2 separate regions of the Mus musculus genome follow, and region 1 is linked to region 2. A link is a contact called in public Hi-C data. All regions are on one chromosome and are shown on one strand. The core of a region is the stretch at or near the end of the contact, and the rest is flanking DNA. Distances in the headings are between cores, read along the strand shown. Region 1 has its middle 98 kb from the start of Fancb. Region 2 holds the start of Fancb (Fanconi anemia, complementation group B).

Region 1 (6,952 bases), core at 4,396-6,895, 96 kb before region 2:
TGTAATTAGAAAGTCTCACAGAAATGACAATTGCACACTACAAAACTAAGAGATTAGGTGCTATCCATTCATCTTCTGCTGGAATGAAAAGAAGTTTAAAATGATTTATGAGCTGGCAAGATAGCTCAGGGATTAAAAACATTTTTCCCAAGCCTGGTGACCTGTGTTCAATCCCAGGGATCCAAAAAGAGAAAGGAGAGAATTAACTCTCACGAACTTTCTTCTGACCTCCACATATGCACAATTGCATGTGTGCATATTCAAGCATGCACAACCAAATAAACAAACTGCAACAAAATTTAAAAAGGATTTATACATCATTAAATATAGAACTAAAAAGAAGAGAGGAAATGGAAAACCCTAGAATTTCAAGAGTAGTAAGCTCCCATCAAGGGCTCCTCCCACTTAGGATATTTGTGAATATCTAGGAAAGTTATGGTTGTCACAACTGGGAGGGGTAGCTACTTGACATCTAGTGGATGTTCACTAGGACAACTAGTAATGTCTTCTGACTTACAGGGACACCCCTATTTAAAAAGTTGGAAGTTATCACTTCCAAGGTTGAGAACCCTGATCCAGAGAGGCAGAGGGGCAAAGGGGACTATCACACTCTCAAAACACATTGATGTAATCTTCTGGTATTCGGAATATTTCTACTGTGAAAACATTTAGTGCATTGAGCTAGTCTACACGAGTATATTCATTTAAATATCCCTACAATTATTCTTTTTCACTCAATAAAATTTGATTTAGCTCTTCAATGTGACAGGTGTTTGGAACAAAAGCTAACATGTATAAGAAATTCATTACGCTATTAGAGAAACTTGTATGTACCTGAGACTGACATGGGAGGTGAATCAAATGTGTGTTATTTCCAAAGAAACATAAATATTTGAGTTTATAGTAAATGCACATAGGAGGAAAGAGACAAAATTAACTGAACATCTTAGCTTTTTAAGCATAGTAAACAAGGCTTGGTATAACTTTGACAATGGGTAACTTTTGTTGTTGTTTTTTTGTTTTTCGAGACAGGGTTTCTCTGTGTAGCTCTGGCTATCCTGGAACTCACTTTGTAGACCAGGCTGGCCTCGAACACAGAAATCCGCCTGCCTCTGCCTCCTGAGTGCTGGGATGAAAGGCGTGCGCCACCACGCCCGGCTATGGGTAACTTTCTTGAAGCAAACATTTCAATAACAGTTGTCACAACACTGTGGGCTATGCAATGTGTAAAACTAGGTGAACACGTGTTTTCATTGATTGGCTTCCATTTACCTTTGCTCTAGTACAACATATAGTAATTTGTGAAAAGAATAAAACAGGTTTTTGTGTACATCAGCAGTTGAATGAGAGATAAAACTTTAGTGATTTGTAAAGAGCAAAAAAAAAAAAAAAGAACGTTCGAAGAAATACTGAAGGAACATTTCCAGTTAGTAACAGCAAGGGTCTGAGAGGGCTCTGCACATACCTTTTAGGTGCACTGATTCTGTTGGAATCAGAAAATAGGCAGATATGGCAACTTCAAGAAAGGCTTCAAAGGCAAGCAAGGGATAGGAAATAAGCAGTCTGGCTGGTATTTGGGATGTTGGAGAAAAATGGAGAGGGGTACAGAGGAATGGAGGGAGGGAAAGGGAGAGAGAGGGAGGGGGAAAGGGAGAGGGAAAGGGAGAAAGAAGGGAAGGGAAGGCACGAGTGGGGAGTGGATGGCTACAGATGCAAAGAACCATGAATGGTGGGCTTGGGATGTAGATCAATGAGAGAGCACGTGCTCACCATGTTCATGCCTCTGAGTTCAATCCCTGTTACAAAAGAGAAACAGAAATTTAAAAGGGAGGAAAATTAAAGGGGCACAATCACACTCTAGATCATTCTAAATGTTCACTGTGATTTTTTTTTCATGCAGGATTTTTTTTAGTTTTTGTTTTCCTTTTTTCTTTTTTATTAGGTATTTTCCTCATTTACATTTCCCATGTTATCCCAAAAGTCCCCCATACCCTCCCCCCCACTCCCCTACCCACCCATTCCCACTTTTTGGCCCTGGCGTTCCCCTGTACTGGGGTATATAAAGTTTGCATGTCCAATGGGCCTCTCTTTCCAGTGATGGCCGTTCACTGTGATTCTTACATCTGGGCCAAGAGCAGAGGAGGGAGGGAAAGGATGGGTACTCAGTATTCCTTCAGCTAAAGCTAATTTTGACAATAATGAATTTCTTCCCTGTTGTAAGCAGCAAGTGTGGAATTCTAGTAGTAGTACCTTAAAATATGTGCCTATGGCATTTTGTAAATATAAGCTTTTTCTTTTGTCTTCTGAGTTTCCCAGGAAGGAAAATCATTCTTATGACTTTAACCTCACAGGTTCATAACTTTATACTTACTGTGATACTCCCACTTTCCAAACAAGGAAGCTGCGTGGTCCGAGTTAGAGCTATCTGTTGAACCAACTAGGAGAATACTGAGTCTGTTTATCATGGCCTCCTCCTAACACATATAGAGTAAGAAAGGATCAATTACTTGAAAAGGGGACAGCAGACAAAATTTGCAAAACAGTAATGTGTCTATAAACTAGCTGTCCAAAAAATAAAATAATGTTCAATAACTAGGGAATACCAGTATATGATAGATAATAAGTCAGCATTAAATTTTTGATTATGTTTGATAAGGTTAATAAGATCTCAATAAATGCCAATATATTGTGTCTGTAACTAGGTAAACAAACTGCAAAGTCATATTAGAAAATAGATAGGAATAAATCAGCAAAGCCTGGAAAGAAGTAAGAGCAACCAAGAATGACAAGTGTATTGAAATATATTGACAATGGCACCATACTTTGGAAACATGGAACTGGTACATGACCAGAAGTAACATTTAATGGAACAGTCTCAAGGTATGGTGGACAAACACACATGACAATTTAGCACATTGCAGAATCAGCATCTGAAGCCTGTTGGGTGAAGCTGAGCCTGTTTAAAATGGCACAGAGACAACTGGGTAAAAACCTGAGATTGGGTCTGTACTTCACAGTGTGCATCAAAATCCAAATAGACAAATGATTTAAAACTCTGAATTCTTATGTTGTTTGTTTTCAGTAGTCCTGACCATAATTTCCGTCCTCAAATTCTCCCAGTCCGCATGCCCAACAACCTTCCTTCTTCCCCAGGTGCACATTTCCTCCACTACCCTTCAGAAAAGAACAGGTCTCCCCCAGGGTATCAGCCAAACACAACATATCAAGATGTAATTAAAACTAGACACAATCCCTCATCTCAATGTTGGACAAGGCCACCCAGTAGGAAAAAAAGGGTCCTGGGAGCAGGTAAAAGACAGAGACAACCTCCATTCCCCACTATTAGGAATCCCACAAGAGCATCAAGATACACAACCATAACATATATGCAGACAACCTAGTTCAGACCTATGCAGGCTTTCTGATTTTTGCTTCAGTCGCTGAATCCCTATGAGCCTGCTTAGTTGATTCTGGGGACCATGTTCTCCTGGTGTTCTTGACTGCTCTGGCTCCTTACTCTCTTTGTGGGGTTCCCCAAGCTCCATGAGGAGAGACTTGATGGAGATCTCCTATTTGGGCTCTCTTTCAATCTAATGCTTGGCTGTGAGTCTTTGCATCTGCTCCCATAAGCTACCTTCAGAAGTGTCTGTGATGACAATTGTTTTAAGGACCTATCCATGTTTTTGTTTTTGTTTTTTTCCTATCCTAGATCTCTGGGCTATCTATCCTCCAGTTCCTGGTGAACCAGGCAGTGTCAAACATGGGCTCCCTCTGGTGGCACGGGCCTCAAATTAGACCAGTCATTGGTTAGCCATTCCCACAAAAAAAAAAAAACTTGAACTGAAGGGGATGGCTACCCCCAAAGGAAGACCAATAATGTCAAGTTACCTGGACCCCTGGGAGTTCTCAGAGACTAAGCCTCCAACCGGAGAGTATATACACAGGCTGGTCTGAGATCCCTGCCCCTGGCACTTATGTAGCAGAAGGTTGCCTTGTCTGGCCTCAGTGGGAGAGAATGTGCCTAATCCTGTAGAGACATGATGCCCCAGGATGAAAGGATATGGAGGGAACACCTGCTCAGAGGTGAAGGGGAGGGGAACGGGGTGAAGAACTCTGGGAGGGGGTACAAGAAGAGCAACATTTGAGATGTAAATAAATAACATAATTAATTTTTAAAATGTCATAGAAGCTAGTCTGACAAACCTGTAGCTCATGGGAAAAAGTGTCATAGAAGACAGAGAGAACATGAAGATTCAGGCTTATAAAAATATCATTCATTGGGGGGGGGCTGAGGCAAAAGATCTGATAGAAGTTTGAAGTCAACCTGGACCATAATTCTGAATTCTAGACCAGCCTGTGTTACAGTATAAGACCTCTCAAAGTAATAGATAGATAGATAGATAGATAGATAGATAGATAGATAGATATAGATATAGATATAGAGGGAAAAATAGATAAATGGCTTTATTTCCTGTGGGGAGAGATAACTTTCCATGTTATGGGGAAGAAAAATACAAATGTTCTAACATATATTTTTCACACTCTAAGTGCCATATTCAGAAATCATTTATCATCTCTCCATTTGATAGGTAACTAAGAACATTCTGCTTTAGGCTCTTCTTGCTATTTCCATTCTCTTACTGCATTCCTCTAACCCAGTCCTTCCATTTGGATGCCACAATTCTTTTTCTGTTTTATGTCAGGAGAGTCACTCACTTACTTACCAGCTGTTCCCCTCCTGTGTATGGCAGTCTCCTCTGGTATATGTTTTCTCTTTTCACACTTTCAGCTATACATGGCCAACTGGGAATCAATTTTTTAATGGAGAAATTCAAAAATAAATAAGTCATAATGTTTAGGTTGCCTTTTCTTCCAAGTAGTGTGATGACATCTAGCACTGTCTAACTCCATTCCAGCGTGTACACTCCTCCTCCCCTTATATGCTAGCCACATATTAGTCACTTGGAATCCTTGGCTATGAAATTAACTGCTGAAGAGACACCTTCCTTGTTTTCAAGTAACTCTTTTACTTGATAGTGACCCCAAAGCACAGGAATAGAGATGTTAAGAACTTGGATATGCTAAAAAGAAAAAAAAAAGTCTTCCTTTAACTAAGGAGGTAATATAAGCTCCCAACTAAATAGAGAAAGAAGAAAGATACATAATAAGGTTGGTAAGGGTTATGATGAGAATTAATCTTTAACCCAGGAGATTATGGGAAAGAGGAAGGAAAATTAATGTGGGTTTAGCTATTACATCTCAAACTCCAAATGTTATCAATGGTGTGTTACAAGTGCTTAATCAACAAAGAGAAGACATTACATCTGTGTAGATGTGTGTAAGAAAAGTACAGTACACATAAAATTCAGTACAATCCAAAGTATAAGTCATTCACTGGGAGTTGACTTGCAGATTTTCCTATAACCAATCTTTCCCCTGCCCTCATTACTATATCTTTCCAATCAATCAATGTTTCATCAGATCTTGTGGGACATGAATCATAACTAGTTAAATCAAAGGACAATGTTGCAAACATTTTGGTTTGCTGGGAAGTAGCAAAGAAAGGAGACTGCTTGATGGGACAGAAGAGGACCTGGGTTGTAGCCAAATCTCAAGATCAGAAAATTACTTTTCATAACATACTAGAGTCTCAGCTTGAATTTATTCTGGGTCACCAAGGAGAAAAACCTGTCTGGTCAGGTCTGTGGGCCCTGGTGAATGGCTCTGCCAATGTTTGATTTTTGTCTGTAAAATTGCATAATCTATTGAGAAAGAACAAAAAAAAATGATTTCTGTAATCTAAGTTTGATCTAGTCCCCCAATTAAAATGATTGGAGAGTTGGCTTATTTTGACAACTGTCTGGGGTCAGTACAGAAGAGCACCCACTACTGTACAAAGGCCTGTACCTTATAGAAGAACCCTGTTCATAGTCCTAGAATCTCCAAAAGGCATTAGACCATAATCAGATACTATAAAGAGAATGACAGAAAAAAAGAAAGACTATTGATATTAAAAGATGTCTCCAAAGAAAAACAAGAAGTGCAATGGATATGTCATCAGCACCCACAAATCTTACTGAGAGAAGTCAGAGCCTGAGCCAAGTAGGTCTAATGAGGAGTATCAGGACATGAATAAAACTGGATAGTAGAGCTTGGTGTGGCAGCATATGCTTACAATCTCTGTTACTTATATGAGGGACGGATCTAGAATTCAAGCCTTGCCTGGTCAACATAGTAAATTCCAGAACCCTATGGTCTATCCAGTGAGATCTAATCTCAAAAATATAATAGAAAAGATTTGTCAACAGACATACTGTATATGTCTTCATCGGGCTTCAAAGTCACTAATATGGGGTTTGAGGGAGCAAAAAGAAATTCCTTGGAATTTGAGAAATGGTAGAAATGAAGAGGTTTCATCTGACAAGCTACACTTCAACTTGAATGTAGTATTTTTTTTTTTCCAGAGTGCTCTTTGGTTCATCAGGAATGATAAAGCAAGTAATTCCGACTGATTTGGGTCGGAATACATAGAGCAAAGGCTTACCTGCTTCAGGTTTTCAAAACAAAACAAAACAAAACAAAACAAAACAAAAAAAAAAAAGAAAACCAAAAGTCCTCCTAAAAACCTAGCCAGCATAGTTAGAATGACTGCTGGGAGGAAAGCACTGGGCCAACTGAAACCCCGGCCCTGTCAAAAATGAACAATGAGACTGGGAACTTGTGTCTCAAACTCTCTGCACCTTTTTCCCTCATTTGAGAAACAAGGAAAATGCACCAAGTCAGTAATTTTCAAATACGATTGTCCCCTTCTAAGATTCCCAGTGGATGTTTGAAATTTCAAGTGATACAAAAACCTCATCTGTACCAGTTTTCTTATGCATACATGCGTATGATAAAGTGTAAAACATAAATTAAATGGGTTAAAAAGTTAATAACAAAATTGTTAATAAAT
Region 2 (6,876 bases), core at 1,371-3,870:
TAGTACTGTAAGCAAGAGGGATCAGGTAACCATTGCTTAACATTTCTTGACTTTTAAGAGCATATGCGCAAAGGCTGGAATTGGAAAATTCATAGTCTGATTCTGAAAGCTTCTGGGTACATTTATCCTCAGATGGTTCTGCTAGCCCCAAGAAACCTAGGCCAAAGTTTTCAATCTCACCGATCCACTCAATAGAGGAAAGCATAAGTGATATAGTAGTAACTTTCCCAATTGCAGAAGAGATATAGAAGAACTGGTTGAGATACTGCCAGAAAACTATAGGGCCGTCAAAGATCTTTGTGTTCTCATCCAATGCATGGTTTAGTTCAAAACTCAAAAGTCTCTCCACTCTGTTGAGATTGTGAAGAAGCAGGATACAATATTTGAAAGCTTCACTATTGTACTTTCTACATTGTATCAAAACGCAAGGAAGGTTAATTCTAGTTCTCAAATCGGACACACAGTTACAACACAGAATTTTTAAATGAGAATCTTTTTCGTTGATGTTTAAAAAAACAGTGGATATCAGAAGGAATGTACTAGTTTCTCTGTCAAACATCATCCTTTTGACACCTAAGACCAGTGGATCTGTAGGCATTTCTAAATCTGCACGCTCTCCTCTGGACAACTGAAAGACAAGGATTTCCCCATGATAGCACAAGAACTTTGCTTGCTCATTAAATGGCATTGCTTGTTTGCCGGCCACTCTAATGCATCAAGTCTCTGTGTTGATCCAGTTCCAACTGCAAATGGATTCCAGTTGAGGCCTTTAATCCTAAAGAAAAAAAAAAGAGAGAGAGAGAGAGACTGAAGAGAACAGATACAGAACAAAACAAATGTTGTTAGAAACTTATTTATCACAAGCTAGCTAATAGATCTTAGATGTTCTCTTTAAAGTACCTTCTGTCAGAGAACTGGGGAAAAGTGCTTAGCTGTGAATGCCTGAACAAGTGGGAGGAGCAGAGTTCACTAGGGAAAAAAACAAACAAACAAACAAACAAACAAACGAAAAAAGAAAACAACCCTGATACAGTGATGTGCCCTGCAATCAGTGCATTCCTTTCTTGAGATGGGAGACCCTCCTGAAAGCCCACAGGAATTATAAAGCTGCAATATGCAAAGCAGCAGCAGAAACTAGAAAGACTGCCTCAGCAGAGTAGAAGGTAAGAACAACTCCAGAAAACTATCCTGTGACATTCATCTGTGTACCACGCCCGCGAGAGCACGCACACACACACTCGAGCACCCCCCACACACACACATGGGTATAATGAACAAGTAATTTATGAAACAGATGACTACAGATTTTAACCCAGCAATGAACTGAACTGTGTTTCTTTGGCAACTGCATTTCCAACCTGACCCCATATGAAACAATACTACAACCGGGAAATATATACTGCACTCCTATTTGCAACATAAAAATTAAGAACTTGAATGATTACCATTAAGAAAATAAACAGATGGAATATCACACTACAGTTAAAAGGAATGTAATCCTTACCATGATGGTTGACTTTTAGTAAAGAATATGGGTATCAAAGTAGGGAAGTGGGAGTCTAGGGGAGCTCGGAGTTACTCAAATATTTTTATGAAAGTTTTCAAACAAACTTTAAACAATGTGTTCAAATTTTCCCATAAAAACAAATATTGAAAACGCTTTGGGAAAAGATGTTAACTGCCTTTTTAAGGTCAACCAGCTACAGACTAGGTAAAACGTGGGTTGTCCTTTTTGGCAGAGGGGCAGGGCTGCTGAGGCTGGAACTTGAGGTCTCCAGCATGTGCTGGACCTGTGATCGACATCCCCAGTGCCTGGGAAAACGTTTTCTCTAATTGCCAGTACAAGTAGTCTTCAGTGTTGGTCAGTTTTTAAGAAAGGCAGCATTGTTATGTTCAACTAAGCCACCAAAGCTAATAGTTTGTTGTAGTACTTTATAAATCTAAGCTTTCACCAGTCTCGGCAATGTTTGCATTTCACCCTGGATAAGTATTGCGACCTGTCCTGCAAGCTTGGCAGCATCGTTGGCTTCTCCCCATTAGAAATCAGCTACACTCCCATTCTAGAGCGGTGACACCCACAAATGTCACTTACATGGCAGGAACAAGAGTCTACCCCCACCTCGTTAAGAACAAGTAACTCAAAATAACATCTTTCCTTTTAACTTTCTATAACCACTTAACTCAGAGTTCAAAGACGGTTGCCTTGTGAGCGTCTCCCAGTCCACAACTGTGGTGGTTATACCTGTAACCAGGATCAGAGAGACTGACACAGAAAACTCATGTCTGAGAAGGGAGGCCAACCTAGGCTACAGACCAAGTTGCCAGCACTATAAAGCCAGACACCACAGCCAAAAGAAAAGAACCTTAACAGAAATAATCGCCGAATATAGCGAATACTCACAATGCAAGTTATCTGCGAGCGGTCAGGAGAAAACCAAACCAAACCAAAACCAGTTCTCCAAGGCTGCCAAATTGCCACGTTCCAGTTGCACCAAAGGACTCCAAACCTCCCGCCCGCGCATTGCACGCTGGGACAACCGGCCCAATAGTTGCCTGAACAACTCAGGCGGCAAAGCCTGCAGGAGGTGGTAGCCAGAGGGGACCTGGGAGGGGCGGAGCCTCCGAGGGCTGGAAGCAAATGGCCAGCTGAGCTGTAGGGGCTGAGCTTCAGGGAAAAGCATCAGAGTGCTCCAGGCTACTTGGGGCGGGACACCGGTGCCAGGAGGTCGTCGGAAGGCGGGGTTTCTCCTTTAGAGAAGCAAGTGGGAGCCCAGCAGAGCACTTATTCCCGCCTCTACCCCGGACAACACTATGGGATTGGACAGTGTGGAGGCACTTCCTTCTACGTTCCGGTGTCACGCGACCCCCTCCCCCCCTCCCTCCCTTCTTGATCTACCTTTGGGCTGGGCTGGCTGGTGATGAGACACTTGGCTGCAGGCTGTGGAAGGAGCGACGGGTACAACCACAATAGGTTCCGCGACTGTGACCATGGCCGAGGTGAGCAGCACCTCATCGCTGCCTGGGCCGTGAGCCTGGAAGACAGCTTCCAGGCCCAGGGCCCGTGCGCTCCGGTGCAGGTGAGCTGTGTTGGGAGTGATCTGGGTAAGGACCGAGAGCATCTTAAGGTTTTGTTGTGTCTCCTATCCAGAATAACGCTCAGAATAAAGCCAAGCTAATCTCAGAGACCCGGCGGAGATTCGAAGCTGAGTATGTGACAGGTAAGCATGCTTTCTGTGACTTAAAGTGGGGTGTGCAGTGAGCATATCCAACTTTTACTGGTGTGTTTGTGGGTGTTTTGACGGGAGATGTTAAGAGACCTTTCCAACCTTCACTGGAAAGATGCTGTACATGTTTCAAAGGTTTTGCCATACTGTGTGCGCTGCTTTACTTGGGCAGATGGTGGGCTTCCTTTAAACGGTTAGTGAAAGTTAGAAATCAAAATGCCTAGCATCTCCTTATATCCATGGGCCTCACAGGCTATGAACATATTGGCCAATGACATAGGTGACACTGTTCAGTTCATGGCTCCTTCGCTGGCCTTTCACCAGAAAACGAACCTGGAAACTGCCATTGTACTGTTGCCATATAGTTTGTACATAATTTGGTAATCCAGTTCCTTTTATTTTGCTTAATTCCGCTTCTTAAAACCAAAAGTGCTACGCACAAGTTCTCGCTCCACACTGTACTTAAAAGTTTCTGTAAGTGCAGAACTGGTTTATTGGTTGAATAATCTGGTCACTGTCATAGAATCTTGTCAAGTACTTAATCTGCTGACTTAGTGCTTGTACATTGTTTTTAAACATTTGGAATAAGTTGCCTTGATTGATACTAATGTAGCCCCCTTCCACAAAATAGCTTACTTCCATGTTCCGAGTTCCTGTTTCCATATCTATGAAATGCAAGTAAGGTTAAGAATTAAGTGAAGAAACGTGTATCAGACCATCAAGTGTGGAACTAAATCCAGTAGGTGGTCAATTTAGATTTTGCCTCAGTCATTGGTTACCATGGAAAGAACTAAACTGTTGTATTTTGATTGTAGTGCTTGGCAGAAGAGTCATACACCTTTATACTGTTCTGTGCTATATATCAGTTCATGACCTAGAACAAATAACTAAGTCCATTCCAAGTAGCCTGGCCCGTAAATCTTTTCATGCCTCCTGGCCAATTTTCTTCATGTACCAAACTTTGTACCAGAGAGTTGCAAAAGCACTCTATTAACTTTTAGCACAGAGATCTTATTCATGTCTATTATCATCTCTGGTTACAGTAAAGAAGTACTTCTAAAATAACTTTCTATAGGAGTATACTTCATCGCTATGTGGTTTATAGTAAGTTGAGATATAACTCATAACTAATGAATTGGCCATTCTACAATCATCATTTACTTATGCTCAAGGAAACAAGCAGAAAATAGATGAATTATGCAATCTCCAAGGTCTTAAAAGGTCACCGTGATGCCACTGTCTCATCTTTAAATGAGGGAAGTGATGTGTAGTACGATTAAGCAATTTGCTCAGAATCTCGGGTGTTAGAGTCTTAGCTTGGCTTGCTATTCAAGCCTTTTGGATTTCAACTTTAGTAATCTTTCAGCAACGTTGTGATGTCAAATTAGATCATGTCATTCCCCAGCTTGAAACCCTTCACTGTCTTCCCACTGTATGTATTTAGAATAAAGTCCCCATTCTTCTCAGTGGCCTACAATTGGGAAGCCATATGTTTTATAGCTCCTAGCTACCTGCTACTTCCTTTCCTGTTATTTCTCTCTTTGCTTAGTACAGATTTGACCACTCCCTGCATTAAGGAAGATACAAATAGTAACCCAGTACACACACACACACACAAAACCAAACTTGAATACTTAGTCTAAAACAATGTAGCTGATGTATTTTCTATTTGACTTCCTTTAAAAAAAATGCAGTGACCTACAAAGTTGACATCACAATCCAAACCATGACCCACAGTTTGAAAAATATAAACACACTAAACACACTGCCTCATTTGTGTGCTTCAAGCAGAATGAGTTTGTTTGTATCTTGGGACATTTCCATTTCTCTTCCTCTGGGATGCTTTTCCCCAGTTAGTATGTAAGGCTAGGTCTTTTTTTTTTTTTTTCCCTTTTGTCTTTTTAGAATTTAAATGTATCTGTGAGGCTTTTAAATGTATCTGTCAGGCCTTCACTGGTTATTAAGTAGCTTCCTGCCCTGCTTACTTTCCATCCTAGCCTGTAATTGTCTGATTTGTTTATTGTTCATTCCCTCCAGTAGCTAATGGATGGGTTGGGTTAGTAGCAGCTATAGAAGTTGGAGGCAGAAGCCTTTTATTCATCTTACTCCTCAGTACCTTGCACAGTGCTCAGTACCTACTCTTTAAGTGCATATAGCACTACTTTAAGATATGCATTAGAAAACCATTGGAAGAATTGACATTTTAAACCAAGAACTATCTAACCAGCTCCCCTTACCTACCAAAAGCCTGGCAAACAAAACAAAGACAAAAACAAAAACAAGAAAACAGCCTTCATCATATATATTATAAAGACAAGCTTCCTTTCCCCCAGAATCAGGCACTGTGTATGGTATTAAGTATTGGGGTGGTTTTACCCTTAAATATACACAATGAGGTATAGGTGAACTGGTGTGTGAGTTTTCTCCACAGAAGTTGTAACTGTTAAACACTTCTGTTAGTAAGGAAAGCAGAAACCGTGAAAGGCCTTCCTCACCTGAAAGTTGCACTTGTATTCTGAAATACGATAAGGCTCTTTAGTTCATATGCATTCTCCCTTCTAAGTTTGGCTTATAGAAATTAAGTTTGGTAAAGCTGATGGGGTTCATTTGCGCATGTAATCCTAGAATTGAAGAGGCTGAAGGAGGAGGACATTTAAGTTCCAAAGTAACATGGTCTGTTATGGTGACTTCCGGGTAGGCACGAACTAAAAGGGAAATCCTGATTAAAACATATAAATATATAAACATATAAATAGACAAATAGATAGATAAAATAAGAAAAAGTAACTTTGTATTTAGAACATTCACTTGCTTTGCAGTCTCTATTTTCATTAGTAATATTTTGTTTCATAAAAGGTTTAAAGCAAACAAACCATAATGATGTTTTTCCTAAATAAAACTATTTATTTTCCCCAAGGACTTTCCTTTCAGACATTCAGTTGAAAACAGGTTCTTGGGAATCCCAAGCTCATTTATTTTTCATGCCTTCAGAAAATATTACCAAATATGGATAGATTTTTTTGAGCAGACAAAAAAGAAGAAAATACAGGTTCATAATTAATTTTCTCCTTCATTGTTACTGTGAGAAATTCCATGCTGAGTCTCAAATGAGAAACATGTTTTATTCTTTTTACTTTCTCTTTGTGACAATAATTTATTCAGTCCTGAAAGTACTCATTATCTGCTTAATTCTATAAAGCAGTTTGTCAGTATTAGAGAAAGTGGAATGATAGAGCCATTTTTCTAACTTGTACAATCTAGTGAAAGTATTCGAACAAAGACAATCCGCCAAAGAAGGTGAATTCCATTCTGAGCAATAGGAACTGAAGAAGTCCCTTGGCGAGGCAGTATGCACCTGTAATCCTAGAAAGTGGGAGGATGTGCAATTCAAAGAAGCTAATTATCTCTGCCTACCTAGTGATGTGCACTCCAGCCTAAGACCCATGAAACCTTTTCTCAAAGAACTTCTTTGAGTGAGAAGTGCTAAGGAGAGAGAGATACCTCTTGGTGATCAGGTTAGGACTGAGTGAGAAGCAACTTCATGGCCAAGCTTGGCAGCTCCCAAACTGTAGAAAAACTTGCTCTAAAACATGGTGCTATTGGGAAATGGCAGAATCTTTAAGAGCTGTTTACCGAGTAAGGGAGTCTTAGA

Evidence for each region. Hi-C and Micro-C count contacts between places; a contact is called where the count stands out from the background.
Region 1: a Hi-C map of epidermal suprabasal cells shows a contact between it and region 2, with 2.3 times the contacts expected there. The contact joins the enhancer-like site here to the promoter of Fancb in region 2. A contact is called at or near these places in 1 of 39 promoter capture datasets (liver), 2 of 484 Hi-C or Micro-C datasets (epidermal suprabasal cells and nephron progenitors) and 2 of 9 other capture datasets (adipose tissue and pancreatic islet).

What each region holds. Positions count from the first base shown.
Region 1 is chrX:165,075,199-165,082,150 of GRCm38.p6, reverse strand. No RefSeq gene overlaps it. Among named protein-coding and RNA genes, the nearest start is that of Fancb, 98 kb to the right of the region's middle. Within about 2 kb of position 5,645, at least 2 of the 459 cell types and tissues checked have an H3K27ac peak or open chromatin away from gene starts, as enhancers often do. A contact at or near this core is called in epidermal suprabasal cells, where this site is marked.
Region 2 is chrX:164,976,336-164,983,211 of GRCm38.p6, reverse strand. Fancb (Fanconi anemia, complementation group B) reads right to left here and starts at 2,620. Exons shown (of 9, transcript NM_001146081.1): 1 at 2,402-2,620; 2 at 1-775. The coding sequence starts at 688. Mospd2 (motile sperm domain containing 2) reads left to right here and starts at 2,837. Exons shown (of 15, transcript NM_029730.4): 1 at 2,837-2,997; 2 at 3,149-3,218. The coding sequence starts at 2,989.